Linked DNA regions of Sus scrofa: regions 2, 3, 4, 5 and 6 are each linked to region 1. A link is a contact called in public Hi-C, HiChIP or PLAC-seq and promoter capture Hi-C data. All regions are on one chromosome and are shown on one strand. The core of a region is the stretch at or near the end of the contact, and the rest is flanking DNA. Distances in the headings are between cores, read along the strand shown. Region 1 holds the start of BSDC1 (BSD domain-containing protein 1). Region 2 holds the start of AZIN2 (antizyme inhibitor 2). Region 3 holds the start of AK2 (adenylate kinase 2, mitochondrial). Region 4 holds the start of RNF19B (E3 ubiquitin-protein ligase RNF19B). Region 5 holds the start of FNDC5 (fibronectin type III domain-containing protein 5). Region 6 holds the start of YARS (tyrosine--tRNA ligase, cytoplasmic).

The links. Promoter capture Hi-C pulls out the DNA fragments that hold promoters and counts their contacts. A called contact is a pair of places that touch in the nucleus more often than the background predicts. HiChIP or PLAC-seq counts read pairs in DNA pulled down with a chosen protein or histone mark.
Region 2: an H3K27ac HiChIP or PLAC-seq map of alveolar macrophages shows a contact between it and region 1. The contact joins the promoter of AZIN2 here to the promoter of BSDC1 in region 1. A contact is called at or near these places in 7 of 47 Hi-C or Micro-C datasets (alveolar macrophages, embryonic fibroblasts, heart right ventricle and 4 more) and 1 of 2 datasets of contacts at active chromatin or transcription factors (alveolar macrophages).
Region 3: a Hi-C map of embryonic fibroblasts shows a contact between it and region 1, with 4 times the contacts expected there. The contact joins the promoter of AK2 here to the promoter of BSDC1 in region 1. A contact is called at or near these places in 1 of 5 promoter capture datasets (fetal liver), 1 of 47 Hi-C or Micro-C datasets (embryonic fibroblasts) and 1 of 2 datasets of contacts at active chromatin or transcription factors (alveolar macrophages).
Region 4: an H3K27ac HiChIP or PLAC-seq map of alveolar macrophages shows a contact between it and region 1. The contact joins the promoter of RNF19B here to the promoter of BSDC1 in region 1. A contact is called at or near these places in 1 of 5 promoter capture datasets (liver) and 1 of 2 datasets of contacts at active chromatin or transcription factors (alveolar macrophages).
Region 5: a contact with region 1 is called in a Hi-C map of embryonic fibroblasts, with 8 times the contacts expected there. The contact joins the promoter of FNDC5 here to the promoter of BSDC1 in region 1. A contact is called at or near these places in 3 of 5 promoter capture datasets (fetal liver, fetal skeletal muscle and liver), 17 of 47 Hi-C or Micro-C datasets (alveolar macrophages, embryonic fibroblasts, fetal heart ventricle and 11 more) and 2 of 2 datasets of contacts at active chromatin or transcription factors (alveolar macrophages and skeletal muscle).
Region 6: a promoter capture Hi-C map of liver shows a contact between it and region 1, with 5 times the contacts expected there. The contact joins the promoter of YARS here to the promoter of BSDC1 in region 1. A contact is called at or near these places in 1 of 5 promoter capture datasets (liver), 2 of 47 Hi-C or Micro-C datasets (liver and mesenteric adipose tissue) and 2 of 2 datasets of contacts at active chromatin or transcription factors (alveolar macrophages and skeletal muscle).

Annotation. Positions count from the first base shown.
Region 1 is chr6:88,836,606-88,841,492 of Sscrofa11.1, reverse strand. BSDC1 (BSD domain-containing protein 1) reads left to right here and starts at 2,285. Exons shown (of 12, transcript XM_005665183.3): 1 at 2,285-2,642; 2 at 2,949-3,009.
Region 2 is chr6:89,344,902-89,349,788 of Sscrofa11.1, reverse strand. It overlaps AZIN2 (antizyme inhibitor 2), which reads right to left and starts at 2,929. Exons shown (of 11, transcript NM_001123193.2): 1 at 2,753-2,929; 2 at 805-978. The coding sequence starts at 2,857.
Region 3 is chr6:89,316,118-89,321,004 of Sscrofa11.1, reverse strand. AK2 (adenylate kinase 2, mitochondrial) reads left to right here and starts at 2,939. Exons shown (of 7, transcript XM_021095843.1): 1 at 2,939-3,132. The coding sequence starts at 3,034. LOC110261133 (a long non-coding RNA gene) reads left to right here. Exons shown (of 3, transcript XR_002344966.1): 3 at 728-767.
Region 4 is chr6:89,247,705-89,252,591 of Sscrofa11.1, reverse strand. It overlaps RNF19B (E3 ubiquitin-protein ligase RNF19B), which reads left to right and starts at 2,237. Exons shown (of 10, transcript XM_005665197.3): 1 at 2,237-3,034. The coding sequence starts at 2,403.
Region 5 is chr6:89,169,411-89,174,297 of Sscrofa11.1, reverse strand. FNDC5 (fibronectin type III domain-containing protein 5) reads left to right here and starts at 2,427. Exons shown (of 6, transcript XM_021095834.1): 1 at 2,427-2,649; 2 at 4,198-4,313. The coding sequence starts at 2,442.
Region 6 is chr6:89,116,438-89,121,324 of Sscrofa11.1, reverse strand. YARS (tyrosine--tRNA ligase, cytoplasmic) reads left to right here and starts at 2,488. Exons shown (of 14, transcript XM_013999119.2): 1 at 2,488-2,854; 2 at 2,964-3,088. It overlaps S100PBP (S100P-binding protein), which reads right to left and starts at 2,322. Exons shown (of 8, transcript XM_021095828.1): 1 at 2,183-2,322.

The sequences.
Region 1 (4,887 bases), core at 1,036-3,535:
CCCAGCAATGCCAGATCCTTAACCCACTGAGCGAGGAAGAGATCGAACCCACATCTTCATGAATACTAGTCATGTTCATTACTTCTGTGCCACAGTGGGAATTCTGTATGTTTAATTTTTTGACAAGTCACCATATTGTTTTCCATAGCAGCTGCATGATTTTATATTCCCACTATCCTGTGTTTTTTTTAAAAAAAGATTACTTTTAGGATGAATTAAGACTAGACTAATGGAAAGCAAAAGTGGACACAGAGATACGAGTTATCCAAGTGAGAGATGATGATGGCCTGGACCTGCATAGTAACAGTGAAGGTGGTGAGAAACATCTGGAGTCTGTTGTTTGTTTTTTATGTTGTGCCAACTAGATGTGCTGAGGAATTAGCTTTGGAATACGAAAGAAGTAAGGAATTAAAGTCTCGAGGCTTTTTGGTTTGAGCAACTGGAGGGATAAAGTTGCCATTTATAGCTTTGGGGAAGTGTGCAGGAAGTTAAATGGATACAACAGGAGTTTGGGGACATGTTAAGTTTAATAGGTCCATTATACATCCAAAAAGAGATAGTGATCTAGGTTTCAGAGATGTGTGAGTTAGAGAGAAAACTGGAGAGACACCAGTGGCATTTAAAGTCATGAGACTTGATAACATTACCTGAGGAATGACTGCAGACATTGAAAAGGAGAGGGTCAAGGACTGAGCCTTAAGGATATTCTAGCAACAAGAAATGGATGAGAAAATGGAGTTCCGGTAGTGGTGCAGCAGATCCATAGGATGCAGGTTTGCTCCCTGGCCTCACTCAGTGGGTTAAGGATCCAGCATTGCCATGAGCTGTGGTGTAGGTTGCAGAAGTGGCTCAGATCTGGTGTTGCTGTGGCCAGCACTGTAGTTCCAATTCAACCCCTAGCCTGGAAACTTCCATATGCTGTGGGTGTGAGTCTTAAAGAAGGAAAGGAGGAGTTCCCATTGTGGCTCAGTGGTTAACAAATCCAACTAGGAACCGGGAGGTTTCGGGTATGATCCCTGGCCACTCAGTGCGTTAAGGATCTGGCGTTGCCGGTGAGCTGTGGTGGGTCACAGACGCAGCTCGGATCCTGCATTGCTGTGGCTCTGGCGTAGGGCGGTGGCTACAGCTCTGATTCGACTCTAGCCTGGGAACCTCCATATGTCGCGGGTGCAGCCATAGAAAAGGCAAAAAGACCAAAAAAAAAAAAAAAAAAAAAAAAAAAAGGAAAGAAAAGAAAACAGCGAAGAACCTTGAGGAGATGCCTGTGAGGTAGAAGGAAAGTCAGGAGGTCATGATGTCCTGGAAGCCACGTGAAGAAAATGAACATAAAAGGAAAGAGATCAGTTGCATTAAATAAGATACTATAAAGAGCTGAAAATTGGTCATTGCCCTTGGCACCCTAGCAAAAGTGATTTAAAGTACAGTGGAGAGGTAGAAACCTCACTGAAGTGAGCTCAAGAGAGAATGGAGGCGTTCCCACTGTGGCTCAGTGGGTTAAGGTCCTGACGGCAGCAGCTGCGGTGGCTTTGGAGATTCAGGTTCAATGCCGGGTGCACTGGGTTAAGGATCCACACTGCCGCAGCTGTGGCATAGGTCGCAGCAGTGGCTTGGATTTGATCCCTGGCCCAAGAACATCCATATGCGGCAAGTACGAGTGAAAAAAGAAAAAAGAGAGAATGGAGGAGTTTGTTGCAAAGGGGAACAGGGAAATGATGAGGGTCAAGTTTTTGTTTGCTTACGATGGGGATAATAAAAGTATACATGATGACACAAATAATCCGGTAAAGAGGGGAAAGAGAACGCAATGGGGGAAAATAATTACTAAAGCTACGCCTTCAGACAAGAGGTAATGGGATCCAGTACAAAGTATGAGGATGCAGGTGCAGGCAAGCAAATGAGGCAGCATGGGCAGTGGAAGCCTGCTCTGGAAAGTGTCTCCAGCTCACACACACACACACACACACACCCCACTACACACTCAATCCCCTTCCTCCAGACTGTCTCCGGATTTCTCCAGATCCCATCCAGCTCACGCTATTCTGAGTTAAGTCGCCAAGAACTGAGGTAACTAAATGTGTGTCTCCCCAATATCCTGAGACCGTCTCCCGAGGCTGCATCGAAGTCACTTCTGAATTTTCCTCCAAACACCTCCAAGCCCTGGCCCAGAGCTCCGCAAACTGCGGTTGCTGAATTAGCCCAAAGAGCCCCAGGCAGCTGCTACGCTGCTGGTTTCATAAAGGGGGGCGGTCCTAGCCTTGAGCTTAGGGCCTACGGACATTCGAGCAGCGGCCAGGCTCGCTCCCTTTATTCCTCTACTCCCAGCTCTCTAAGCCCACAGCCAGAGGGCTGATCTTGGTCCAAAGCGGCCACCGTATCGCATGTCCGCTGATATCGATAAAGGTTCTAGGTTGGTGGGGTGGGGCTAACAGTGAGGGGGAGGGGCCTGAAGACGAAAATGGGTGAGGATTGGACCGAGCGGAGTTTAAGTCCGAACTCTGGACGGAGACTAGAGGCAGCTTAAAGAGGCGGAGCCTAGTGAAGGAGCGGGGCGGAGATTGGGCTGAGGGCGGTGTCGGCCTGAGGATTGGGCCCCGCTCTCCGGGGCGGTGCTTGAGGGGGCGGTGCCGTGTCGGAAGTCAAAGGTCAGTAAATAGTGATGATGTCATGCGGGCAAGATGGCGGAAGGGTGAGCCCGTCATCTAGTTCTCGGGCGTTGGGCCCTGAATTCTCCCAGGGTTGGGGTGCTGGGCCAGGGTCCCCGCGGGGAGCTGGAGGCCAGCGTGGGCGTGGACGGAGCTGAAAAGGCGGGGAGTCGCAGAGTGAGGGGGTGGGGAAGCGGCTTTCGAAGCCTCGGTCCGCGGGCCACATCTGAGGGGGAAGCTGAGACCCGATTTTTGCGCGGGCGAAAGTCGCACCGCGGGGCCGCCAGATGTGTCTGTCTTCCACAGGGAGGACGTGGGATGGTGGCGGAGCTGGCTGCAGCAGAGCTACCAGGCAGTCAAGGAGAAGGTAAGCCGGGCCAGCGCCCTTTCTAGGGTAGGGCCCCGCGCCGCCTCACTGCAACCTGGTCCGAGCCACCCCGCCTGACCTGTGTGGCCGCCAAGCCTCTGGGATGAAACCGACTGAGGCCCTACTTTTAGCTCCTGTTGGTCTAAGGGAGAACACAGCCCGACTCAGACCAGTGTCTAACTACCGTGAAATAAAGACAGTCTTAGAGGCTGGAGCGACCGTGTCGTGGAAACCCATGGGAAGGAACTATTTATTTTTGCTTGGAAAGTACACAGCTTCGTAGAAGAGAGAACATTTGATCTAGACCTTGAAGAAAAAGGATTCTAGAAATAGAAGCTTACTCTTATATTCATTCAAATATTAAGAGTCTATGCCACAGCCAGCACTCTCTGACAGGTCCTGAGGATACCGATGTTAGCCAAACAGATGCAGTCCTGGGTCTCCCAAAACTCAGTCCAGTGGGGAGACAGCAATCCCTGTGGGATGAGTGAGACTTGGCTTTGCCAGTGGACAGTGCCCTGTGCATTCCTGTTTCATTCCATGCTAGTTTGTCAAAACCAACCCAACTGAATTCTGGAAAAAGTTAATTACTATTTACCTCAAGCAACTGGGGTGAGTCCTGCTTCAAGGCTGACTCCAGGAGGCTTCCCTCCTACAGCCCAGCAAATCTAAGAATGCCTGAGGTGTTTATGTTGTTGATGAAGACTCAGAGAATTTCAATCTGAGGCGTAATGGAAGAGACCCCAAAGTAGCTTGCTTCTTGTTGAGCAATCTGCTGGAAGGAGTCTGACATTCATTTAGCGAATGTGGTATGAGGGCCTCTTGTGTGTGACTCTCAAGGTTGGTCTTATCATGACTCACAAAAATTAGTAGTTAACTAGCCTTCCATCTTTGTTTTCTTATTTGAATTTAGGGGAGTCGGTGTTGTTTCTGCCTTTGACAGTTCCCCATTTGGAAAGAAAAGATTTAATTTTCTACTTCTCTATCAACCTGGGCAAGTGATTTAACCTCTCAAGCCTCAGTTTCTCATCTGTAAAATGAGAGTCTGGTAATACCTGATAGGATTGTTCTGGAAATTAAATATGTAAAGGTAAAGCACAGAGAACAATACCTAGCACATAGTAAGTACTGTATAAGCCTTAGCTATTTTTATTAAGTACCGAGAGTGATGAGGAAACCTCTCAAATACCACCCGTCCATTTTTCCTTCCATTTCATTCTTGGTCTTTCAGTGCTTACCTGCCTTGCTCCCCTTCCTATTCTGGCTCCATCTGTACCACTCAATTCCCAGCATCCCTAATTCTTTTGTACCCCATAGCATATATTGCCCTAGAAAATACAGCTCTGAGATGGTACTGTAATCTGCCTTCCTCTGCTCCTTACTTCCTCCTGGAGTGTGTGTGTGTGCTTGCCCACAGACAGTGGTAGGAAAGTCACGTTGCTCTTTGGCCCTACCACAGGTTCCCCAAACTCATCTGGGCCCCTCACCCCCAAACCCCTGCCCCAGCAAGTTTTTTCAGTCTCATCTTTGCTTCTCCCGTGCCTTGAGAAACTTTGCCCAAATCTAACTCTCCCCTCAAGTCCCCTGTTCAGCCACTTCCAAGAGACAACCTATCCTCCTACTTTTTAAAATTGGAAGTCAACAGCAGGATCTCTCTTCACTCCTTCCCCACCCAGAAGCCACTACACAGACTTATCTATATAAACACTAGGCTTCACCTCCCACTTGCCAGATTCACTGGATGTTTTTCAGCCCTTATCTTCCTGGACCTTTCTGCTGCATTAGACACTAGTGATCACTCCCTCTTTCCTGAAACTCTACTCCCTTGACTTTTGTGACACGATTCTTTCTCAATTCTCCACATGGTTATCCAGGCTT
Region 2 (4,887 bases), core at 1,680-4,179, 510 kb before region 1:
AATAAGCAAAGTAAGAGAGCAGGAGGGTATTAAGACAACAGTGTCCATCAAATTAGAAATGCAGAACTGGCAACAACAAAACTCTAAAAGGATTAGTTAAGAAAATGTACAGTCACTTATTAAGATTATAAAAGAAAAAACAAAACCAATGATTAAAAAAGCTGGTTTGGTTTGGTTTGGTTTTAATTGGAAGCATACCACGTATAGTCCTGTGCTGAGAAATCTGCAAATCCAAAATTAAAAAGGTGACCCACCTACCAAGGGACACACGTGCTGAGAAGTCTGCAAATCCATTAAAAAGGTGACCCAGAGTTCCCGTCATGGCGCAGTGGTTAACGAATCCAACTAGGAACCATGAGGTTGCAGGTTTGATCCCTGGCCTTGCTTAGTGGGTTAACAATCCAGCGTTGCCGTGAGCTGTGGTATAGGTCGCAGATGCTGCTGGGATCCCACATTGCTGTGGCTCTGGCATAGGCCAGCAGCAACAGCTCCAATTAGACCCCTAGTCTGGGAACCTCCATATGCCGTGGGAGTGGCCCTAGAAAAGTCAAAAAGACAAAAAAAAAAAGTGACCCACCTACCAAGGGATGAACATGGTTCTGATTTGGAACGTCAAGGCTGGCAAATTCTAAGCTTGTTTCTCCCTCCCTCATCCCTTAAACCCCTCTCACATGGGTGGCCCTTCCCAGGAGGGCAGGGGCCAATTACAGGTCCCTCTGCTTCAGGTCCACCCACAGCAGCCAGGCCACGTGTGTGTTCAGTAGGCAGCGAGGGTCAGTGCACCAGTGGGGGGCAGGGGCTCACCTTATTGGCACAGCTGAAGCCCAGCCCCAGCTCAGCCAGGACCTTCAGCACGCCTGGGCTGCTGTTGCACTTGACAGCGTAAAAGGGTCGGACTCGTGGCAGGCACTTCAGAAAGTAGAAGTGCTTCCTCACTACAGCACCCAGGTCGGCCAAGAAGAAGGCAGCAACCTTGTCCTGTACAACAACAAGGGTGAATATGAGACCCCACCCAAGGACCTCCCAAGCCTCCTGCCTTAAAGTTCTCTGGGGCTCCCTCCCCAAGCCTACAGTACATCCCAGGCTCTGCCATCCAGCTCCAGCTCCTCCCCTCAGGGCAGCTCAAACTCCAGCTCTATCCTAGCCTTCATTCCCACCTGCCGTCCATGTAGAATACCCTTCCCCCACAACTGTCTGGCAAATTCCTAATCTACCTTCAAGATTTAGCTGAAACCCTGCTTTTTCCCAAACCAATAAGGCAACTCTGCCTTTAATGCTCTCATTGCATTTTGTACATACTTCCAAAGTAACAGAGCTGTGTATACATACATGCCTCCTCCAGAAAAACATTAATTCCTTGAAGACCAAAGCTAGAGCCTACAGTCACTGGCTTTCAATGAAGTCTTGAGGTAGTCCCACTGCCATGGCACCCATGCCCTTGGACAACTGGCTGTGGAGGGCTGAACATGTGTGTGGCCATGGGTGAGACCACATGACTTAACCCTTTCCTGGGATGCAGTTTCCCTTCTATGCAACACTTTTTTTACTGATGCCCACTTGGTGTCTGACTAAGTGTACTTATCAAGTATGCTAAGTAAGGTACAGAAAAGACCAGACAGGGCTCTAGTTCTGAAAGGGCTTCGGTCTGGATGAGAACTAACCCTTTAAGCAATTACAAGCCCATTCAGTAAATACTAAACAGGAGTTTCTACAAAATGCAGTGGGGGCTATGGAGGAGGAAAATACAAAATCTGCCTGGGGTAATCAGGAAAAGGTGACCCAGATGAGTAATAAGCAATGAATGAAAGTAGGTAAGAAAGAGAGGCTGGGAGATGGGTGTTCCAGGGAGAAGCCTGGGCAAAGGAGTGATGGTGGAGCACGTGGAATCACTGGAAAATATGAGTAGACTGGCCCAGCTCTGATGGAAGATAATATATACTGTGGGAAAAGTCAGACATGGGGCTATGAAGGCAGAGGGTTCTGACTTGGATCCTGTCGGCAGAGGGAAACTGCCGAAGAATTCTGATTATTATTATTATTTTTATTTTATTTTTTAAATTTATTTCATTTTATTTTTTTGCCTCTTAGGGCCGAACCTGTGGCATATGGAAGTTCCCAGGCTAGGGGTCAAATCAGAGTTGTAGCTGCTGCCATACGTATGCCACAGCCACAGCAATGCCAGATCCAAGCTGCATCTGCAACCCAGAGCACAGCTCACAGCAACACCGGAACCTTAACCCACTGAGCGAGGCCAGGGATAGAACCGGCGTCCTCATGGATACTAGTTGGGTTCTTAACCCACTAAGCCACAATGGGAACTCCCAAGAATTCTGATTTTGAGCAGAGCTATGATAAAGTTGAAAGGAGTGAAGTGAGGGAAAGAAAAGATTAGGGAGCCTTTAGAGATATGAGGCCTAAACTACCAAGTGAAATTCCAGAAGCGCACATGGCAGGGTAATTTAAGGAGGCCGAATCCACAGAGCTTAGTGGTGCCCAGCTGTGGGAGGGGGATGTAAGGACTCCCAGGTTCCTGACTTAGAGGGCTGGGCAGGTGATGGTGGTGTGTTTATGAAGGCGGGGGACACAGGAGGGGCAGGTTTAGGGGCAAGGACCAGGAATTTGGAGATAAAATGAGCCTCTCGCAAATACCAAGGACTGAATACCAAATAAGTGAAAGAAGATGAGGGCCCTAAGGGGCAGCTGGGCCTGCTGGGGGAACAGAGGGCCCACCCCCCCACTCCCAGACCCTCACCGTGGTGGCCTGTGAGGCCCCCAGAGTGAGCTCCTCCAGCAGGTCTCGGGTGCTGAAGCCCTCCTCCACCATCACAAAGTCCGTTTCACTCAGGTAGCCAGCCATGCCGAGGAGGAGGAGCCGGTGGGCTGGATGGAGCTGCCGATGCCTCCGGCCGCCTTAGAAAGTATGCAACACACTGCGGGGGAGAGTGAGGGGGCCGCTGGGGGCCTGGCCTTGGCTGCGCCCCTCACCTCCCCAGGCCAGGGCGCCTCGTCCTGTCACACCCTGCCCTCAGCACAAGCCTGGGGAGCTTAGGTTAGCTGGGACGAGTAAGAATCCTGGACCGGGACAAGGCATTATCTGTCTAGATGTCATTGCCTCTCTGAGCCTCAGTCCCCCATCTGTAAAATGGACGAATTGTTTTGGTGATCTTTTCCAGTTCTGAAATTCGAGTTTTAGTAAAAGGGAAAGAAAGAGAGAGAAAGGAGCAGGAAAGCCGAGTAGGTAAATTTCCAGGTGCCTCCCGCCATCCTGACCACGCCCACCTGAAGTGGCTGCGCTTGGCCCCACCTAGGAGTCTCCACTCGAGAACTGAGGTTAGGGTCTGCTCTCTTGCCGCGTGACCTTGGGTACGCCTCGTTCCCTCTCGGAGCCTCAGTTTCACCGTTTCGAAATGGGGGTCGGGCTGGTCCTGACATGCTAGTATTCTAAGCGTGCATGGGGGTTCCACCTGGTGGGTGGGGGTCCCGGGCTCCCAGGCAAGAACCCAAGGCTGAAATTCTGCCCAGGTGAGCCTTCCTGAGTGCAGGGCCGAGGTCCCGCCCTCCGAGGTCCGCTTACCAAGCCCCGTCCTCCTTCGCGGGGGCCAGAACCAGGCGCGCTGCTAGGGGGGGTCACCGGTAACCTCGAAACTTGTGCAACACCCCGAGAAGGAGTGGCAGTTGCGGAGCCGAGGCCCCTGCTGAGAGGAGGCAAGAGGGGCCGGGGAGCAGGTCAGCACTGGAGCCGCGAGCGCCCGCTCCCCAGGCTCCCCGAGCCACTCCCCGCACTCGCCTTAAAACGCATTTACACGGCTTCGGCCCATAGGTCTCCCCAGCGAGTGAATCGGATCCTCTGCGCCTCCGCTCGCTCGCTCCCCCAGGCTCGGGCCCCGCGGCCTGCGCCCCGCCCGCCCAGCAGCCACTGACCCCACGCCCCGCCTTCTGCCCGCAGCCCGCTTATATAAGCCCCGCCCAGACCCCGCCCCTGGCATCCAGGCCCCGCCTCTGCTCGGCCACCCTCCGTAGCCTTGGCAACTGGGTGCCGGCATCCCATTGGTCGATTCCGACATAAAGCCTTCAGCTCCGGGGTCCGCTCCGGAAGGCTGATCCTCAATCCTGCCGAGCCCCCTCCACCGCTATCCTACACTGGGAAGTCAGAACTGCAGCGCCGCCAGCTCAGAATCCGACCATCTACACGGTGGGACCCTTAGCTTCTAAATCTTGGATCTTAGAGTAAGGAGGAAGCCAAGGAGGTTTCCTGTTTGCTTCCGCCTTTTCTGGGACTACCTCAGCTTCACGGTGCCTCTCCTCTCTAAACCGGTAAACTGCCCACTCCTCCCTGGAAGCCGAGGTCAAATGATATTTCCTTGTATTACCTTCCTAATAAAATCCTTTTTATTTGACTATTCCAGCATCTTCTTTGATTCCTCCAACTCAAAACCCAGATGAAATGGTCTCAGAATTCCTTCTTGTGACTTTCCCAGCTCGGGGCAACCCCTCCCTCCATCCTACCTTCTGAATCTGGCAAACTCCTACTCCTCAAATAAAATGTGTCTCCTTCTCCGAGAAGCGTTCTCTGACTTCCTTAACTCAAATCATTTCTTATCTTTTACATCTCATGAACTCCTGCTCCTGCACATCCATCAAAGTCCAATATGTCACCTCCTCTGATGAGCCTCCCATGACTTTCCTAGCCTGGAGGAGCGGTGGAACTCTCAACACTTATATTTGTATGGACTCTTCACTCTTCTGGCTTTTGTCACCCATGGTGTGAGATTCCTGTTGTTTTACACTTCTTGTTGGGTTACACTTCCCAGCTAGTCTGTGAGCTTCCAGGGACAGGAACTGAGTGCCTGGCTTCTCAGAGCACCCAGTGCCTGGCGTAAAAAAAAA
Region 3 (4,887 bases), core at 1,690-4,189, 480 kb before region 1:
GACACAAGTAACCTCTCTTTGCCTCAGTTTCCTTTATTAAAAAATGCAGATAAGGAGTTTCTGTCATGACTCAATGGGTTAAGGACCTGACATTGTCTTTGTAAAGATGCAGGTTCAATCCCTGGTATCGTTCATTGGGTTAAGGATCCAGTGTTGCTGTGGCTGTGGTGTAGGCTGCCAGATGCAGCTCCAATTTAACCCCTAAACTGAGGATTTCCATGTGCTGCAGGTACAGCCATTAAAAAAAAAAAACAACCAAAAACAGACCAAAAAAGTTCAGATTAAAAAATGCAGAGAAGTTGCAGTCATGGCTCAGCAGTTAGTGAACACGTGGGTTTGATCCCTGGCCTCGCTCAGTGGGTTAAGGATCCGGTGTTGCCGTGAGGTGTAGTGTAGGTCGCAGATGCCACTTGGATCCCGTGTTGCCGTGGCTGTGGCATAGGCCTGCGGCTACAGCTCTGATTAGACCCCTAACCTGGGAACCTCCATATGTCACGGGTGCGGCCGTAAAAAGACACACACACATACAAAAATGCAGATAATAAAGCAGTTACCTCATATATAGTTTGCTGTGAGAATTACCTGAGGCAATGAATATAAAGTGCTTAGCACAGTGTTGGCATGAAGTACCCCATAAATAGGTAGATGATAGCAGTTATTAATAAATTTAATCATTGAGTAAATAAATGTTAATTTTTCTTTTTCTTTTTTTTTTTTTTGGCCACAGCAACACAGGATCTGAGCCACTTGTGCAACCTACACCACAGCTTGCGGCAATGCTGGATCCCTAACCCACTGAGCAAAGCCAGGGATTGAACCCATAACCTCATGGATACTAGTCAGGATTCTTAACCTGCTGAGCCACAATAGGAACTCCAACTAGAACATTTTAAAAAATGGAATGAATAAATTTGACATTTTATATATTTATGTGTAACCTTAGCTGCATTCTCTGCTGGGAGCTCCATGCCCGGTCAGAATCACTTAGGGACCAATGATAAAAGGGAAAAGTTGCTCTTATCCCCCCTCGCCTGGTGTCCTGAGCATATTAAACCTCAATAAACGCTGGTCTTTTTGAATTGAAGTGAATTTGGGGCACATAGAGGCTTTCACCAGAGAAAACACTCTTACTCCCCACCCTGACCCTCACCCCCGTGAATCCCGTGCTCTCTTGCCACTCCTAATGTTAATTGTGACTCTGCTACCATGTGGCTTTGAGCTGGTCGCTGTATATCTTCCTGGAAAATGGGCATGGCAACACTGCCTCCTTCAAGGTCAGGAACCTTGTGAACGCCTAGTGTAGGGAATGAGGAGGGATGGGAAATGAATGTTAACGTCTTGTTGAAGTAAAACAGAAGAGGCCAAGCTGAAGAGATAGCAAATTCATTTCCAGGATGTAGAAAATGAGTTGCAGTAAGCCTGTGGGGAAACATAATTATTTCATAATCACTCTCAACTAAAGGTCCAAAGGGCCCTTGGGGCTGGTGGTACCAGGCAGGACCTCAGAAGTTGCTTCATAGGGGGTGTGGATGTAACTTTCATACACTAAAACGTTGTCCAAGAGTTTCTCTCTTTTGGAAGAAATTACCATTTCCCGACTTTAAAAGCTTGATCTGTTTATTATAGAATTCATCACAGAACTTTTTGAAAATATAAAAATGCACAAAGAAGGGGAGGTGCTCTTGTAATCACACTACACAGAGATCATCACTTGTAACTGTCAAAAGTGGGATTTTGTGGGAGTTCTCCTCGTGGTCCAGCAGAAACAAATCCGACTATGAACCATGAGGTTGTGGGTTCGATCCCTGGTCTCTCTCAGTGGGTTGAGGATCCGGTTTTGCTGTGAGCTGTGGTGTAGTCTGCAGACGGGGCTCCGATCCCGCGTTCCTGTGGCTGTGGTGTAGGCCAGTGGGTACAGCTCTGATTAGACCCCTAGCCTGGGAACCTCCATATGCCGTGGGTGCAGTGCTGAAAAGCCAAAAAAAAAAAAAAAAAGTAGGATTTTATTGTAACTGCAATTTTGTCTTTTTTTTTTTTTTTTTTTTTTTTTTTTTTTTTTTTTTGAAATGTCTTGGGCCGCTCCCGCGGCACACGGAGGTTCCCAGGCTAGGGGTCCAATCAGAGCTGTAGCTGCCAGCCTATGCCAGAGCCACAGCAACGCGGGATCCGAGCCGCGTCTGCAACCTACACCACAGCTCACGGCAACGCCGGATCGTTAACCCACTGAGCAAGGGCAGGGATCGAACCCTCAACCTCATGGTTCCTAGTCGGATTCGTTAACCACTGCGCCACGACGGGAACTCCATAACTGCAATTTTGTATCCCAATGTTTGGTGAACGTTTTCCCAGGTGATTAAATATCTTATACAAGGGGGGGATTCCAGTATACAAATTTGTTGCAATTTATTTAACCAAGCTCTTATTGTTGAACGTTTGGGATAGTGCCTTTTGTTTTTGTTTTGTTTTGGGCTTTGGGGATGTTATAAGTGCTACAATTAATATCCTTGTTACACAAATCTTTGCATATATCCTAGATTATGTCCTTTAAATTCCCGAAAGTGGAACTGCTAGGCCAAAGGGTATTTGATACATATTTGCCAATTTGTTTCCTAGGACTGATTCCACCCATTTATAATCCCGCGGGCAATTTTAAAGGACTCCTGGAGTTGCCGGTATCACTAACTGTCAAAAGCCCGCCTAGAACTCCCAACTGGACCTCTAGCCTAGCTTCACGTTTTCCCGCCCACTCCGCACACCCGCCGCGAGCCCCACCCCCGTCCATGATGGCCCGCCCCTTCCTTACTCCCTCACGGATTCTGTCCAATCAAAAGCAGCCTTCCCCGGTATCGTTGCTTGGCCGGTAAACTGAAGTGTCTGTCGCGCTCAGGGGTGGGCGGAGCAGAGTGACAGACGTGGCTACGGACCAGTGTAAGGGGCGAAAGGGGCATGCGTGGCGTGCGTGGCGCGCTGGCCTGGAAACCGTGGAGCTGAGAGGTGTGCTGGAGGGTTAAGCAGTGAGAGACTTCGGCGGCCATGGCTCCCAACGTGACCGCCTCCGAACCGGCCCAAGAGGGTCCTAAAGGCATCCGGGCCGTGCTGCTGGGGCCGCCCGGGGCCGGCAAAGGTACTCAGGTGAGCTGCAGGGCTGGACTTGTCGGCGGATCCCGTGGAACTCCAAGGTCAGGGCGGCCGGAGGTCCTGGTCGCCCCAGAGCCGAGCCGCGCGCAGGCTGAGGCCTGGGGTGCCTGGGGTGGGGATGAGGGAGCCGTGACTGGCGTCTGGGGTTTCGGTAGGTGTTTGGGGGAAGGTCCAAAGTGGAGGTTGGAGAAGTTTGAGTTAAAGTTCTTGAAGGATCCAGGCTTAAGATGTCGTGTTAGGAGCTTTAAAGACTGATCAGAGTCCTGAAGGGATTAGAAGCTGAGATTTGAAGGGTAGGGTGAACCACCTGGGCTGAGGCATGTCGATTACAACCCGAGAGGAGGCTGAGACCCCAGACTCCATGAGAATTGGGAGTGAATTGTCCAGGGTTACGTTCCAGGCATCCGTGTAGGGGTCCGTTTCTGTAATGATTAATGCCTGAAGGTGGAAGAACATCTCCTGCAGGTGGGGAAAAGCGGGAGCTGGCCTGATTAGGAGTATTGCTAAAAGACGTGAGGTATGTCCTGCCTAGCCAGTCAAGTGGGGGAATCTTAATATACAGATAAGAAAACAGGCCGGAAGGGGTCAGGTGGTTTTCCCAGGTTAGCAAAATTGATTTCATGGAGCCTGGAACCTCAGGGCTCTGGGCGATTACGGAGTCTGAAGTTACCTTCTGCTGACTGTGGGGCCTCACTTGGCATCTGGGACCTAGTGGGCGCGTGGATCAAGGTTGGGATTTATGATCTTGTGTAGGATTTGAAAGCCCATAGGTTGAATTATCATCAGTATCCTCTTCCTGCCTGGGGTCTGGCGTTGCCCCTGAGGCCTCAGGTTTTTGCTTGCCCTTCTGAAGAACAGGTTCTTCTTTTGCTTAGGTTCTAAAGAAGGAATCCTGGAAGTCTGAGTTCCTAAGGGAATGGGGTTCTGGGCTCTGCTCTGTGCCCCATCTTCGCTTCCTAGCACTTGCAAAAATGGTAGAATCTTGGCATGTGTCTTACTCTTGGGACTCTTGTGACACCCAGCATATTACTTGGTACATGATGAGGTTATGAGAAATGGATGAAGACAGATTCATGTGGGTGATGAGGAGAAGAGAAGTCTGGGAGATTGAATTCTTTCCTGTGATTTGCTTTTTGGTTCTGGCCACTAGGTCAAGAAATACCACTTGCCCTTTTCTCTCTATAGCCAGAACCTGGGGCTCGCTGTTACCTAATCTCTTATCCTTGGTAACATTGAAGGCTCCTCTTTCCTGCTGCTGCCACCTTCAGTTATTAGGTAACCTGCAGTCTAGGAATGTTTAATCCCAAACTCTATAAACTTTTGCTCTGAGTAACCGAGATAAACAAGGTAGTTTAAATGCATCGATTGTTCATATTGAAGTTAATAATTTCAGTAGTTGTGAAATGGACAGCCCATCCCAGTGCTGAGACAAGGGCTTTGTCGTTTAGCAAGCTTTGCAATTTGTGAGCCTCACTGCTCTCACCTGAAATATGGGGATAATACTTACCTTACTCATTCAACGTTTCATGAGCACTGAACATTGGAGATAAAGCAGTGAATAAGACTGATAAAGTCCTTGCCCCCTAGACCAAAAGATCACAAGGATATTGGAAAATTATATACGTGTGTAAAGCACACCTAGATGACTTGACACATAGTAGGTATTCACTGATTATTGGCTCCCTCATCTTACTAACACATCTCCCCACTTTCTAATTCGGCTGTATGTCAGTGTGAAGGGTGATATAT
Region 4 (4,887 bases), core at 988-3,487, 410 kb before region 1:
AAGTTCTTGCTAGTAGTCTGTAAATAACATGTGTCATTTCCAGGCTGAAGGATTCAATTGTTGGTGCACAAGCCTTCAGCTCTCTTGCCCAAATGAGGCAATTCTGAAAGCCCTGGATTGAGGTCGTGGAGGCCAGGATGGAAGTGGCCTGGACCTTCTGAGTGACTCAGTTGAGTGGAGGAGAGCTGCCCTGGAGGTTGCCTTGACCCCTAGCAGGCTTTGTATGCGTGGGGGAAATATACATTATTGCGTTAAAACATTGAGATATTTGGGTTGTTACCTCAGTAGAGCCCAGACTACTCTGAACACTATATAGAAATTAATTGTTTTAGCCATTTAGCATCAATTCTCCTTTCTCCTTGAGGAGAAATCTCTCTCCTCCTTATGGGACTCTTCGCTATTGCCAAATCCAGTGGTCACTTCTCTGTTCTTATCTTCCTTGATTTCTCAGCAGGATTTGTCACAATTGGCCACTCCCTCCCTGGGAACATTTTGTCTAGGTGTCTGTGACATCATGCCAGGTTGAGTTTTCTCCTATCTCACAGCCCCCAGCTTCGCGGTTTCTTTTGCTGGCTCCTCTTTCACGTTTTACCTCAAAAGTTTGGAGTTTCTCTGGGTTTATTCCTGGGGACTTTTCTCATGGTTTTAAATGTAAATACCACATATGAAAAAAACAGCTGGTTACCTTCCAGTACTCATTCTACCGTTCTTTATTAATAACAGAGCACCTATTTTTAGAGGGTACATTGTGTCCAGTTAAAAAACTGCATGATCCAGGAGTTCCTGTCATGGCTCAGCGGAAATAAATCTGACTAGGATCCATGAGGACATGGGTTCAATCCCTGGCCTCACTCAATGGGTTAAGGGTCTGGTGTTGCTATGAGCTGTGGTATAGATGGCAGATGTGGCTCGGATCTGGTGTTGCTGCTAAAAAGACAAAAAACAAAAACAAAAACACATGTTCCAGTATGCCCATGTGACTATGTTTTGGCTATTGACACATAAGCAGAAATGTGTGGGACTTTCAAGGCAGTCTTCTTAAAAGGAAAAGTGTATCTTTCTTCCCCTTTTCCTCCCAACTGTCCGGAATGTGGACCATAATAATATGACCTTAAGATTAGAAACCAAGTGTTGAGGATGGTGGAGCAGCCTTGGACTGTCTATTTTTCGACTTACTTTTCATGAAGAGAAAAATAAATTTCTATCCTAAGCCCTTTTTTTTTTCTTTTGTTACTTGCAACTGAATATAATCCTGATACTTTCTTACTGCTATTAAAGCAGCTTGGGGCCTCTATTTGGAAGCCTGAGTCAAGCTCTTCCCCCAGTCAGAGCAGTGGGGAACCAGCAGAGAAAAGGCACTTCCAGACAAAAAATATGCTGGGATTCTGTCCACAAACTGTAAGTAACCAAGCTACCAAGAGAATAGAATGGGAGGTGAGCCTTGGAATAGTTTACTAGCGCAGAGAGCACTGAATTTTAGATTAAGGCATCTGAATTTTATTCTGTAAGTTTCTTGCAGATAGGGGGACTCTGTCTTATAGAATAATACCTCCTCTTAATAAATGCTCAAGGAATGACTAAATTTTTTTTTTCTTTTGACGGCTGCACCCATGGCATATGGCAGTTCCCAGGCGAATCCCAGGCGAGGGGTCCAACACGAGCTACAGCTGCCAGCCTACACCACAGCCACAGCAACATCAGATCCGAGCTGTGTCTGTGACCTACACCACAGCTCACAGCAACACTGGATCCTCAACCCACTGAGCGAGGCCAGGGATTGAACCTGCAACCTCATGGTTCCTAGTGGGATTCATTTCCACTGTGCCACTATGGGAACTCCTAAATTTTTTTTTAATGCTATTCGCTTAATGAACAACAACAAAAGAAGTGTTGGAAGGTGGACCACTTGGGAGTCACCATCTGATTTACCCATACCTGCTTTTACAGAAAGTAACTTAAGTATTCTTGCAGGAAGTGATACTTGAGTAAAGGTAAACCGACAACTCCACTGTGGGGATGATGGGGTAGTGGTAATGGACTGGTGGGAGGAGGCCAAGAAAAGCAGTTGGGCAAACGTCTGCTTAAGATGGCTGCCCTGGAATCACCTGACGGCGAGGAGGCGGAGCTCCGCTCCAGCACGCCGGCCCCACCCACTCGGCCCCGCCCAGCGCCCCCCCGCGGCCGGGGCGGTGCTGGTTGTGAGGTGTTTCCGCGAGGCGCCTGCGCAGTGGGCAACGGCTACGGGGCGGAGGCTTTATAACCACTTCGTCGTAACCGCTTGGCTTCTGTCTCGGGGAGGGCAGCTGAGGCGGCGGCGGCGGCCTGGGCGCCGGCTGAGGGGGCGCTGAGGCGGGAGCTGTGTGCGGCGCTGGGCGCCCCTCGCCCCTCGGCCTCTGGGGACCATGGGCTCCGAGAAAGACTCCGAGTCGCCGCGCTCTACATCCCTACACGCGGCTGCGCCCGACCCCAAGTGCCGCAGCGGCGGCCGGCGCCGGCGCCTCACCTTCCACAGCGTCTTCTCCGCCTCGGCCCGCGGCCGCCGCGCCCGGGCGAAGCCGCAGGCCGAGCCGCCGCCCCCGGCCGCGCCGCCGCCGCCCGTCCCGGTCCCGGCCGCGGCCCAGGCCCCGCCACCCGAGGCGCTGCCCGCCGAGCCCGCCGCCGAAGCAGAGGCAGAGGCCGCGGTGGCGGCGGGGCCCGGGCTGGACGATGAGGAGGCAGCGGAGGGCGGCGGCTCGGGCCCGGAGGAGGTGGAGTGCCCGCTGTGCCTGGTGCGGCTGCCGCCGGAGCGGGCCCCGCGCCTCCTCAGCTGTCCGCACCGCTCGTGCCGGGACTGCCTCCGCCACTACCTGCGCCTGGAGATCAGCGAGAGCCGGGTGCCCATCAGCTGCCCCGAATGCAGCGAGCGACTCAACCCGCACGACATCCGCCTGCTGCTCGCCGACCCGCCGCTCATGCACAAGTACGAAGAGTTCATGCTGCGCCGCTACCTGGCCTCGGACCCTGACTGTCGCTGGTGCCCGGCCCCGGACTGCGGGTGAGCGCGGGGGCGTGGCCCGGGGGCGGTGGCCGCCCGGGAGAGGACTCGGGGCCTGGGGCTGGACCCTGCCTGTGGCCGGCCCCGAGGGGCGGTCCTCTGCGCAGCGGGTGTGTGTGTGTATGCGCGCGTGTGTCCCAGCCTGGAGGGAGAGGTGAGGGATGACCAGTTGGAGGGAGGGTGAGGTGGCCACTGCGGCGGGCTGGTGACCGGTAACCACCCGCAAGCCAGGACAAGTGGGATGGACGCACCCAATTAATACCCCACCCCTGCCCGAAGGCTTGAGATGGGCGCTGAGCAGTCCGCGAGGGGAAGGGAGCAGTCCATCAAGTCAGGAGGCAGGGAGAGGCAGTTTTTGGTCGGGCGAGTGCCTCTCTGTCCAGAAGTAGGAGATGTCTTTTAATGAGGGTGGGGAGGGGGTGTCTTTCAAAGGACAGAATGAGAATATCTTTCTGAGGGGCAGCGCTCTGGAGGGGTGTGTCTATTTGGCCAGGGGCAGACTTAGCAGCGTTGCGGAAGAGGTGTGTTCTTCCTGACCCCCACTGCTGAAAGTTGGAATACACGTGACTGAAATGGCACTGGGGGAAAGGATAGCTCACTGACAGAGCTCTGGGGCACCCCGGGCTTTGTGTGTTTTCTGTGCCAAGCTAGTGGGAGTCCCCTAGGATTCTTAGACTGCTGTCTTGGTCAGGGTGAGGAGTGGACAGACCCTTGCTTTGTCCAGAGAAGCAGTGGGGCACTGAGAAGGATGATATGGTAGGAGAAAATGTGTTTGTTTCCCAGCCCCTCTGATCTTGAATTCTCGATGATGCACCATGGCAAGCTGAATTTTTAAGGTCCGTGAGAAAATATGTAGTAGATGCAGAGAGATAGTATAACCAGATTTTGCTATATGAAGCATTCAGTAGAGACCCCCATTTAAAAAAAGTCTGATTGTGTACTGTCAGTACATCCTGTGTACGGTTGGGTGCAGCAAAGAGGGGCATCCGACTGTGCCATTACCTGCTCCTTGACCTTGTACAGATCATTTTATTCTTGTGTGCTCTATGTTGAGGATAAAAAGATGCTAGGGACTCCTAGTAAAAAGCTCTGTGTTCCTTTCTTTTACATGGGTTAAAAAGGGCTTTTAATTGTAGCCTACATATAAAGACTAAGATTTCCATGATGCTGCCTGCTATTTGTCTCCTTCAAAAGAAGCCATCCGAGAGTGTATGGGAGTGTAAGATGAGTTAATTTCTTCTGTTTTTCTATTCTGCCAAACTTGTTTAGAGATGGGTGTGTTATTTAAGCTCCCTGAGTTGGTGTTTCTAAATTACTTTGAAGTGTTGTGGTCAAAGGTTGAGGTGTTTGTCTATGGTAGGTCACTTTCACTTTCAGTTAATAAGAATGAGAAAGAACCTTGTAGGCTCTTTGAAAAGTTTGCTTGTACCTAATGATCTGGTGATCTTCCTAGACCTAAGAGATTAATTTATAGGGTATTGAAGTTTTACAGACGCTATTGATAGATTTTCTGAACCAAAGGAATATTTGCTTAAGAGAACACTGCTTGATTAACTTTGGAATAGTATATAAACTCCTTTTTAAAATTCAAGTGAATTTCCTTGAATTTTAACTGAGAGATGTGACATCACTGATTATCTTTCTGGACAAGTTCCCTTTTTGTTTTTTATTTCCCTGAAGTTGGTCTCTGTCTTTGTTCACATCAATAAAAATGGATAGGAATCAATTTACACTCTTGATGATGACAACTCTAAACCATTACTGATTTGGAAGTTAGTAAAGAATTAGGCCATTTCTTATTTTAGCCAATTACCAGATTACATTATCATTAGTTTTTAATTAGTTAAAAATTA
Region 5 (4,887 bases), core at 1,178-3,677, 330 kb before region 1:
CTTTTCCCAGAATCGAGGTAATTCCTCAAGCACTCCATGTATCACGGGGCCTGGGGCAGGCTGCATTCCTACAGCCGCAGCTCTCCAAATTCTGTCTTTCATCCCCCCCGCCCTCCAGCCACGCTTCTCCATCCGTCTCAAGCCCTCAGACGCAGCCATCTCCCCCCTCCCAATGCCCTACATCTACCTGGGGTTATACCCGACACGGCCAGCAGGTGGCGCTAAGACCCCCTTTTCCCCAGCGCTGGACTGGACTCCAGACGCCACCAGGACCCTGTCCCTCCCTCCTTTTCTCCCCAGCAGGGACAGGAGTGGACTCTGTGACCTCTAACTGACCCCTCTCGTCTCTGCTGGCTCCTGTGATGAGGCCTGAGGAGACTCCAGTTGCTCCTGCGGGCCCCTGGGTTGTGTTTTCCTGCCTGGTGGGTGAGGAGGGTCCCTAGGGGCCAAGCTGCAGCTGGTGGGGCGGGGCTGGGCGGGGTGGGGCTGAAAGCAGCTGCTGGGAGAGAGAAGGGAGCGGGGAGAGAAAGAAAACAGAGAGAAGAGAAAAAGGAGAGGGAAGGAGAGGTGTTTTGGTTCCCTGGCTGCTCTCCCAAACAGGTGGAGGCCCCACCTGAGGCTCATCTCAGGAGAAGGTATGTGGCTGAGGAAGCAGAAGGGGCCGGGGTGTGGGGGGGTGTTGGCCTGCCCAGCGCAGCAGGCCTGGGGGCCTGAGGGGTTAGAGGGTTAGGTTGTGCTGCTCAGCAAGGACCCCCTGAGCCCCCTCCCATCTCACCCCTCCCAGGGTGACCAAATGGAAGCTTGGGGGGCAGTGTAAGGAGTCATGGGATGGGCATTGGGAGACAGGGGCGCCATTGCTGCTCCTCACTTGCCCTGTGAATTCGTACCCAGCTCTTCCCATCTCTGGATCTCAGTTTCTTAATGGAAAATGGAGGCAGGGCAGGGATGCTTTGTGGGACAAAGCTTGACAAGGTGTCACCCTTTTCAAAAAGAATAAGGGCTTCTGGACGACCTGAAGGCCTTTAAGATGCAAAGGAATGCCCCTCTAATGGAATTTCAGACAGTGGAGGAGGGGGCTCATTTGGAGAGATGGGCCCCCTGGTCTATGCTTCTCTCCTCAACCTTGTTTCTCTGACTGGGACTTAGGGCGGAGAAGGTCCCTGGGGTGGGGGTCGGGGCTTCCCCAGCCCAGTGCTCCAGAGGGCCTCTTATTAGGGAAAGGGCAGTGGCTGCAGCCTGAGGGCTTTTCTCTGCCACTCCAAGATCAGAAACAGAGTGGCTTAGGCAGGGTGTGTGGGACCGAGGTAGGGACGGTGGTAAGCATATGGATGTCCCCAGGGTAATGAGGGAGGGGTCCCCAAGCCCTTTCTGAACTGTGACTGCTGGCCATGTCGCCAAAGCCCCCTGCACCTTGGAGTCATTAGCTCATTCACTACTCCTAGCCTTCAGCTGCGCCAGAAGGGTGGGGGCAGCGGTATTGGAGCCACTTCTCCCTCACCCAGCTTTTGGGAAGAGACGGTGCCAGAAAGCTCTCTGGCTCCAGAGAAGCTGGCACAGACAAGTTCTAGCATCTCAGGGATCCCTGGGTGGGAGACAGTCCAGTCACGCACACATGGGGAGTCAGCTCAGCCTGTGTTCAAATCCTGGCTCTGCTGTGGGTCCTTGAGCAAGTCAAGCAACCTCTCCAAGCTGCAGTCTCCTATGCAAAAGGCAGACAGCAGAGCGCTCAGTCTTCCAGGGCTGCAGTGAGAGGGGAGGTCATGAATCAAGAACAGCCCCCAGGCACTTAGGAGATGCTGACGCTTACTCCCATTAAGGAGAGAAATGAGGAGCCCAAGAAGGGGAAAGACTGGTCTGGGGTCCCAGAGCTAGGTCCTCCTAGCACCCTCTTCTCGGCCCCATGGTAAACAGCACCTCCTGTCTGCACCCCGGCACCTACTAAGAACTCTGTAGTCACCCCCATCCCTACTAGCATTGCTCCCCTCTGCTCCCTCCTGCCCCAGCCTGCAAGGCCTCGGGACTGGGGCCAAGTGAGGGGTGGGGACCCCCAGCAGAGGGAGGGGAGGTCAGCTTTGGGGTGGGATGCCGTGGGGGCACAGAGGAGCATCTCCGTGCCACTTGCCCTCCCTCTCCCTCCGGAAAGGCCAGAGGTGGGGGCCGGGTCAAGGCTGCGCGGCGGGGAGAGGGACTTGGCACCGGGGAGCGCAGAGAACACCCTCGGGCTCCTGTACCGACGAGATGGCGGGAGGGGGGCCGCGTCGCGGGCTGTCGGGGTTGGGGGGGGCGCGGGGGCGCCCTCCGCCCCTCACCCCGCCCCCGCGCCTCTCCCCGCAGCGGGGGCGCCCCGCCCCCCGGGCGCCCGACGTGGACGCGGCCGCCGCCGCTGCCGCCGCCGCCGCCGCCGCCGCCGCCGCGCGGGAGTCGCTGTCCGCGGAGCCGACATGCCAGCGGCGCGGGGCGGCGCGGGGCGGCCGAGCCGGGCGGGTCGCGGGCCGGAGCGCCAGTGCGAGCGGCCGCCGGGCGCCGGAGCCGCGTCCCCCTGCGCCGCCCCGAGCCGGCTGGCCGGAGCAGCCGCCATGCACCCCGGGCCGCCCCGCGCCGCGCTCCGCCTGTGGCTGGGCTGCGTCTGCCTCGCGCTGGTGCAGGCGGGTAAGGGGGCCCGGGGCGGGGGGCGGGGGGCGCGGGCTGGTATCCTCGGGTCCCTTCCCTGCTCCCTGAGGACCCAGTCTCTGGCCCGCTCACTGCTCCCCTTGCTCCACCCGCAGCCCCTTTCCTGCCTTCTTGACCCCCAGACCTGACCTCCAGCTCTCAAAGCCCTTCCTTTCACCCCTGCCCTGGTCAAGGGTCTTGGGATGCCCCAGTCCCCTCCTCCCATTGCCCTGACCCCAGACCTTTCCCTCAGAAGCCCTAGCTCCTTTCGCTGGCCCAGGGAGCAGCTGAGGACACTGATCTCCCCACCTTGGGCCTCCCTCCCTGTCCCCAAGCCTTGCAGGCCAACTCTGCAGGTCTGAGCGGGATGGGGTTCTGCTGTGTGGGAGGGATGGGACTGGCACCCGAGGGCGCGCTGGGACAGGTGGGGGTGGACCCTGAGCCTGGAGTCTGGCCTGCCCCCGGGGCCTGGCCTCCTCCTCTCCCAGCCTCTCCTGACGCCCTGTCCCTGTCCCTTCTGGCTGCCGCCCGTCTTGCTCATCTCTCCTGCCCGTCTCTCCTTGGCTCAGTGCTCTCTCTGCTTCCGCCCCGCGTCTGTCTCTGATACCCCACTTGTCAGTTCTCTGGTTCTGTGTCTGCTGCCCCTGCATGTGTGTCTCTGTCTCTCTCCGACTCCACCTCTGGCTTTGTCTCCCCAGGCTCTAGGCACAGCCCCTGGGGTCTCAGGTTCACTCGCTTGTGGGGTGAGAGGTGCGGCTTCAGCTTAGGTCTTCCCCTTTTAGAGCCTGTCCTTGGGGCTATAGAAGCTGTGTGAGTCTGCTGCCCCTCTCCTAGAAGGTTCTCCCCTCTCTGACCCCCATCATCCCCATCACTGCCTTCTCATCTGATCTCCTTCGTCCTCTCCCCCATCTAGAAGGCCCTACCCTGTACTCTTGACTCCACCGAGGGGCCCTGCTCCGAGTGAACCCATCCTCCTCTGCCGCCTCCCCACCGGCCTCTCGGGGTGGAGAAGAGGCCCTTCCCCACAATACTGGGGGCTCCTCTTTTGATCCTCACTCCCATCCCAGGGATCCCCCAGCTTGGCTCTTCTCGACCTCTGGGTCGGTCTCCTTCCTTCAAGGTCACTCACTTGACAGTGCATTTCTCTAGAAAGAGTGCTGGACTGGGAGGCCTTCTGCCTGCTCTGCACCAGGCTAACCTTCAGCTCCTGCAACCCTGGCCACCTACATCTCCCCCAGGCCTGTCCCCCCACCTCTCATTGCCCCTCCACCAGACCTGGCCCAGGCTCATCACTTTTAGCTTGAACCCCGGTGGGGCCAGCTGTGGCCAGCAGGGGCTCCCGCCCTGGACACAAGGAGCCTGGGGCCTCTCAGGCCTGGCTCCTCAGCCAGTAAGGAACTGAGACCCAGGTGCCAGGCCCACTGGAGGCCCGGGCTTCTTCCTTCCCACCGCATGGCCATCCCCAGGCTCCCCTTTCACACTTAGGAGACAATGGGCCTGGGCCTCACAGCAGGGGATGCTCAGGCTCAGGTCCCTCCCCACCCCCAGAGAGCCCCTCAGCCCCTGTGAACGTCACTGTCAGGCACCTCAAGGCCAACTCTGCGGTGGTGAGCTGGGACGTCCTGGAGGACGAGGTTGTCATCGGATTTGCCATCTCTCAGCAGGTAACCCCCGAGGGTTCCTGGGAGGGAAGAACACATGAAGATAGAAGTGGAGGATGCAGGAGGAAGAGGGGCAGAAAGACAGGAAGAAGCAACAAGGAGCCAGAGAGCTGATGGGCGGGAAGCTGCACATGTGGCTGGGAAGGGAGGCCCCAGGAGGGACTCCTTTGATTAGAACCTGGCGCTACCAGCATGAGTTTTGGGGTTTTTTGTTTTTTAGTGCTTTTTAGGGCCACATGTGCAACATATGGAAGTTCCTAAACTAGGGGTCAAAACAGAGCTGTAGCTGCCAGCCTACACCACAGCCACAGCAATGAAGGATCCTTAATCCACTGTGCGAGGCCAGGGATCAAACCCGCATCCTCCCTAATACTAGTCAGGTTCATTACTGCTGAGCTACAATGGGAACTCCAGCATGCGTTTAGTCTTTTTTTTTTTTTTTTTTGCTTTTTAGGGCCGCTCCCGCGGCATATGAAAGTTCCCAGGCTAGGGGTTGAATTGGAGCTACAGCTGCTGGCCACAGCCACAGCCACGTGGGATCTGAGCCGCATCTGCCACCTACACCACAGCTCATGGC
Region 6 (4,887 bases), core at 1,239-3,738, 280 kb before region 1:
CTTCCCTTAAGAGTCAGCCTTAAAAGAAGCTTAGGAATGGTAGGAAAAGAGCATTAAGCTGATGGGAAACTTCCCCTGGTCCTGGCTTGTTAAGAAATTATCCAATATGCTCTAATCCCTTCTAATTTAACCCAGCATACTACCAACCACATTGTCACAATAAATTGATTAAAAATGAGGCTGTAGAGACATCTGAAATATCAGGCAAATTCTGCAAATTAATGGCCACTTAAGTATCTTACATAGAGGCAGTGGACTAAAACTTAGAGACCTCTGTCATTCACTTGAGGTCTCTGAACTTCAATATGGATGAGAATACCCATCTGTGAAATAGGGGCTGTTAACATCAAACACAGATTATCTATCACGAGGATCAAATGAGGGGATGTTTATGAAAGCTGAATTTAGTAAATTTGAAGGGAGGAAAATAAAATCTCAGATAAAACTGAAGTTCCAAAGTGAAGTTCCACAAGACAACATGAGCACTTCTCTATCTGCCATTCTACCATCATCTGACTTCCTTGGCATTTGCTTTGCAGTGATCTAAAATATGAGATCTCCTGATTTTTAAGGGAAAAATATTTTTCCCATCTCTCAAGTCTCTTAATTCCTCTGCTCCCCATCCTCCTTTGACCCTATTCTGTCCTTCCAAGTCTCTCTCACCTGTCCACCCACTTCTTCACTTCAGTTTACCACCCCCTCGCTCTGTTCTCTAACCTCCTGGTTGCAACCTCAGAAACTGGTTCCCTTTCTATTTTTATTGTACCCAAGAAAACTTACTGCCTGAAAGCACAAAGCCTCATTTTACTCAGGTCACTGAAACTGCAACAACAGATGCAACCCCATACCCTCTTTCAAGGCTCTAAAACCAAGACCATTACCAACTTGTATCTGACAGGTATGGCCAAGGGCAAGGACTGTTTCCAAGAGACCAAACTTCCTCAATCAAAGGCTGGACCTATGATTTCCAACTTTTCCTAAATGCAATACATGTGAGACAGACAGCACTAATGGCACTCACTAGGCTTATCACTATATAAAACGGGCATTAACATTTAAACTGAATCAAAGTAAACTGAAATTATCTGTCAGAATTTTGCAACTACCTTTGAGATAACTGTAAACAATGCAGGACAGAAAAGCAACCCAGGGCTGGAAATCTGTTTTAGGTAAGGCTTCACTTAGATAAAGATGCCAGAACTTTCCTCCCACGTGGGCTTAGAGACCAAATACCACTCAGCTGCAGCAACAGGTTTCTTTTTAACAAGAAAATGTTTTTGAAATGATTTAAGACAGGTTTGTTAAAGCTTGAAGCCTCTAACAAATCCACAGGAAACTGGAGATCAGGTTGGGGTAGCAGGTGGGCAATTGAATCACTTCCTCTCCAGGGCCCACCCTGAGGTGCCAAATGCCTGCCATCCCGCCCAGGAAGGAACTGGTGGCGCCTCCAGTGCTCGAGAGCTTGGAGGAAGGGGGCCGCAGTCCACCCTTCGTAGGATGCGGTTCTACCTCCCCCAGCTCTCCCTTGTAAGTGCTATAGGCATCGCCCTCGGGGCAGGGCCTTCGCACTTCCCTCCTCCCTAAAGACCAAGAATTCCCGCCTCCCCGCGGAAGGCGGGAGAAGCGCTGGGCTGGCACCCCACCCCTCCCCCAGCAGGGGCAAAAGCGGCCCCCCCAGCTGGTAACGATGCACCCTCACCCTGCAGACGGCTGCCCACCCTGACGTCCGCTGGACCCGGGGCTGGCTCTCCCCTGGGGCGGGTCTGCCTTCCCCTCCCCAGCCCGCAAGGCGCGGCCGGAAAAATAGTCACCCCCCCCCAACCCGCGCCGCAGTGTAGGGGGCAGAGGCAACCCTCCCCCCTCACCTCCACCACCCCACCCCCACTGGGTAGAGAGAACGGACCTCGCTCCGCGCTCTCGGGTAACCAGACAGCCTCCCTTTGCCTCGGCAGAGTGAGGGGCATCTATCGCCCACCGACAAGGAGGTGGGGAGGCAGAGACACTATCCCCCTCCCGCCGCCATCACCTCAGAAATGATAATAAGCCCTTTCCCAGCTGGGCAAGGGCCTCTCAACCCCTCAGAGGGGCGGACGGTGTGCGCGGCCCTCTGGAGAAGCAACAGGCGCCCCCATCCCCCGCCCAGCCAAGGAACGCCGACCCCCTCCTCCCTCCGGCTGTTCACCTCCGGAAGCCGGGCCGAAACCTAGACGAACGACTGCGCCTCACTCCGCCCCCTGCGCCATTTTATCGCCCCCTCCCCGACCTCCCCCACCCCGAGGCAGCCGGTCCAACGCCAGGGGGAGGGCAAACGGTTAGTGATTGGCAGGAAACCGCCCCGCCTACCAGAGGGTTGGGCCCGGCGCAGGCGTCGCAACCCCGCCCCTGCACTGCCTACCCCGCCTATTTGCTCCACCCCTTTTCGTCTCATCGACTCGTTCGACTTTCCACTGCTCCTGACTCTCTCCTGGCCACTAGCAGGAGAAGGGTCCAGACCGAGCAAGCCGAGCGACGAGCTCAGCTGATGCAACCTAACTGGACCCGCGTGACAGTTCCCTGCACGCGGTGGCGGTAGCCACCGAAGGCGCACGGGTGTCGGGCGGAACGCCGGAGACGGGATCGACAAAACCATGGGAGACGCTCTGAGCCCTGAAGAGAAGCTGCACCTTATCACCCGGAACCTACAGGTCGAGCCTCGGGGTTGGAAGTGCGCGGATGCGGACAGGGGGCCGGAAGTCCTGTGATCTTGAGCAGGGCTTCAGGGTTCTAAGGCTGTGGGGCCGAGCACTCCGCAGCCTTGAGAGAAGCTGCAGTCTTCACTGCCCTTCCGTCAGTCAGTCAGTCTAGCAGCCGTTACGTAGGTACCACAGAAATCACGGTTGAGCTCACCTCATGCGTGCAGTTACTTGTGTTGAGCCAGGCTTTGAATCCAGGGCTCCCACCCAACCCACTTTATTATGTGCCAGGCGCGGTGCTAGGAGCTGTGGATACATCAGGGCCCTGCCCTCCCAGAGCATATCCGGAGGAAACCAGATGTTGAAAATGACCCATAATCCAGACATTTAATTGCGGTTGAAACAAGCAGTGGAAGGTACTTTATGCAGAGATCTTTCTTGAAAAGAAATTATGAGGGAGGGCTGGGGAGTGTCAGGGAAGGCTGAGGAAGTGATCTCTAAACTGCGCTCTAAACGATGCAGATCACCTCTTCACTCCACATTTGTTCCGGCTGTTTCCTTCAGGAGTAGATGTTAACCAGAATAATGAGGGGAAGAACTTGTCAGGTGGAAGGAACCCAGGTCGGGAAGCAGAGGGGAGAGAGAACACTGGTTCAGAAAGAAGGCTAACTTGGCTGGAGTAAAGGGAGCAAAATGCGGATCAAGCACTTAGTAAATATTTACATTGCTCATTCCCTTGACTTTTTCAGGCTTCTATTGTCACATTGTCCAGAAGGCCTTTCCAGACTGCTTTATGTAAATAACAACCCCCCTGCCACCAGAACTGCTTCATCTCTTGCTCTACCTTTTTCTGTTGTTATTTCCCCTTTAGAATTTATCACCGCCTGACATAACTATATATTTTACTTGTTTGTTTAGACTTGTTTGTTTAGGAGGAGTAGGCAGGGACCAGGTTATGAGGGCTTTGAAGGCTGTGTTTAAAATTGAGGTATTGAGAGTTCTCATGGTGGCTCAGTGGTTAACGAACCCGACTATCAGCCATGAGGACGCAGGTTCGATCCCTGGCCTAGCTCAGTGGGTTAAGGATCTGGCATTGCCATGAGCTGTGGCGTAGGCCGGCAGGTACAGCTCCGATTGGACCTCTAACCTGGGAACCTCCATATGCCGTGGCTGCAGCCCTAAAAAGACATAAAATAAAATTGGGGCATTGGAGTTCCCTTGTGGCACAGTGGTTTAAGGATCTGCTTTGTCACTGCAGCTTCTCAGGCTGCTGCTGTTGTGCAGGTTCGATCCCTGGCATGGGAACTTCCACATGCCTCAGGTGCAGCAAAAGAAAAAAATAAAATAAAATCGGGGTGTATTCTAAGAGCAGTGATACATTGGTTGGCCACAGCTTGTTTTTCTTTCTTTTTAATAGATGGAATTCACATGCCATAAAATCCACCCCTTTTTACAGTGTGCAGCTCTGTGAAATTTGATGTCACAGGGTTGTGCAATTATCACCATTATTTCATTCCAGAACATTTTCATCATCAAAAGTAACCTGTACCCATTAGCAATCACTGCTCATTCCTCCCCTGCCCCAACCCTAGGGAAACACTAATCTTTCTGTCTCTAATTTGCCTATTCTGGACCTTTCATAGAAATGGAATCATAGTATATGGGCTTTTGCATCTGGTTTTTTGCGTTAGAATAATGTTTTCAAGTTTGATCCATGTTTTCGCATTTATCAGAACTCTATTCCTTTTATGGCTGAATAATATTCCATTGTATGGATATACCACATTTTGTTTCTTCATTTGTCCATTGATAGACATTTGGGTTCTTTTCACTCATAACTTGATCTTAACCAGAGGGATGTTTTGCATGTTTCCCCTTAGCCATATCCTTTCTTAGCCTCTCTCCATAAAATAGAGGTTGGGGACAAATGACACACAAAGCTAATGGTGATGACTTAGGTTTTAAAGGGTAAGTGATAACAACCTTTCCTTGAGTAGTGAAAATTTTCCAAGTGTCCAAATAGCCAGGGGCTCAGAGGATGCAGGATCAGCCTCCAGCTGGCTTGGAACCCAAATTGAATTTTAACAAGCCCTGCTGATAAGATGATTCAAACCACTACTTTAGGAAACACTAAAATCTCTCTTATCAGTAGCATACAGCTTTAGGATTTTTCCAATATTGTCTTGGGGCAAAAGGAAATTATTAAAGCTTTCAA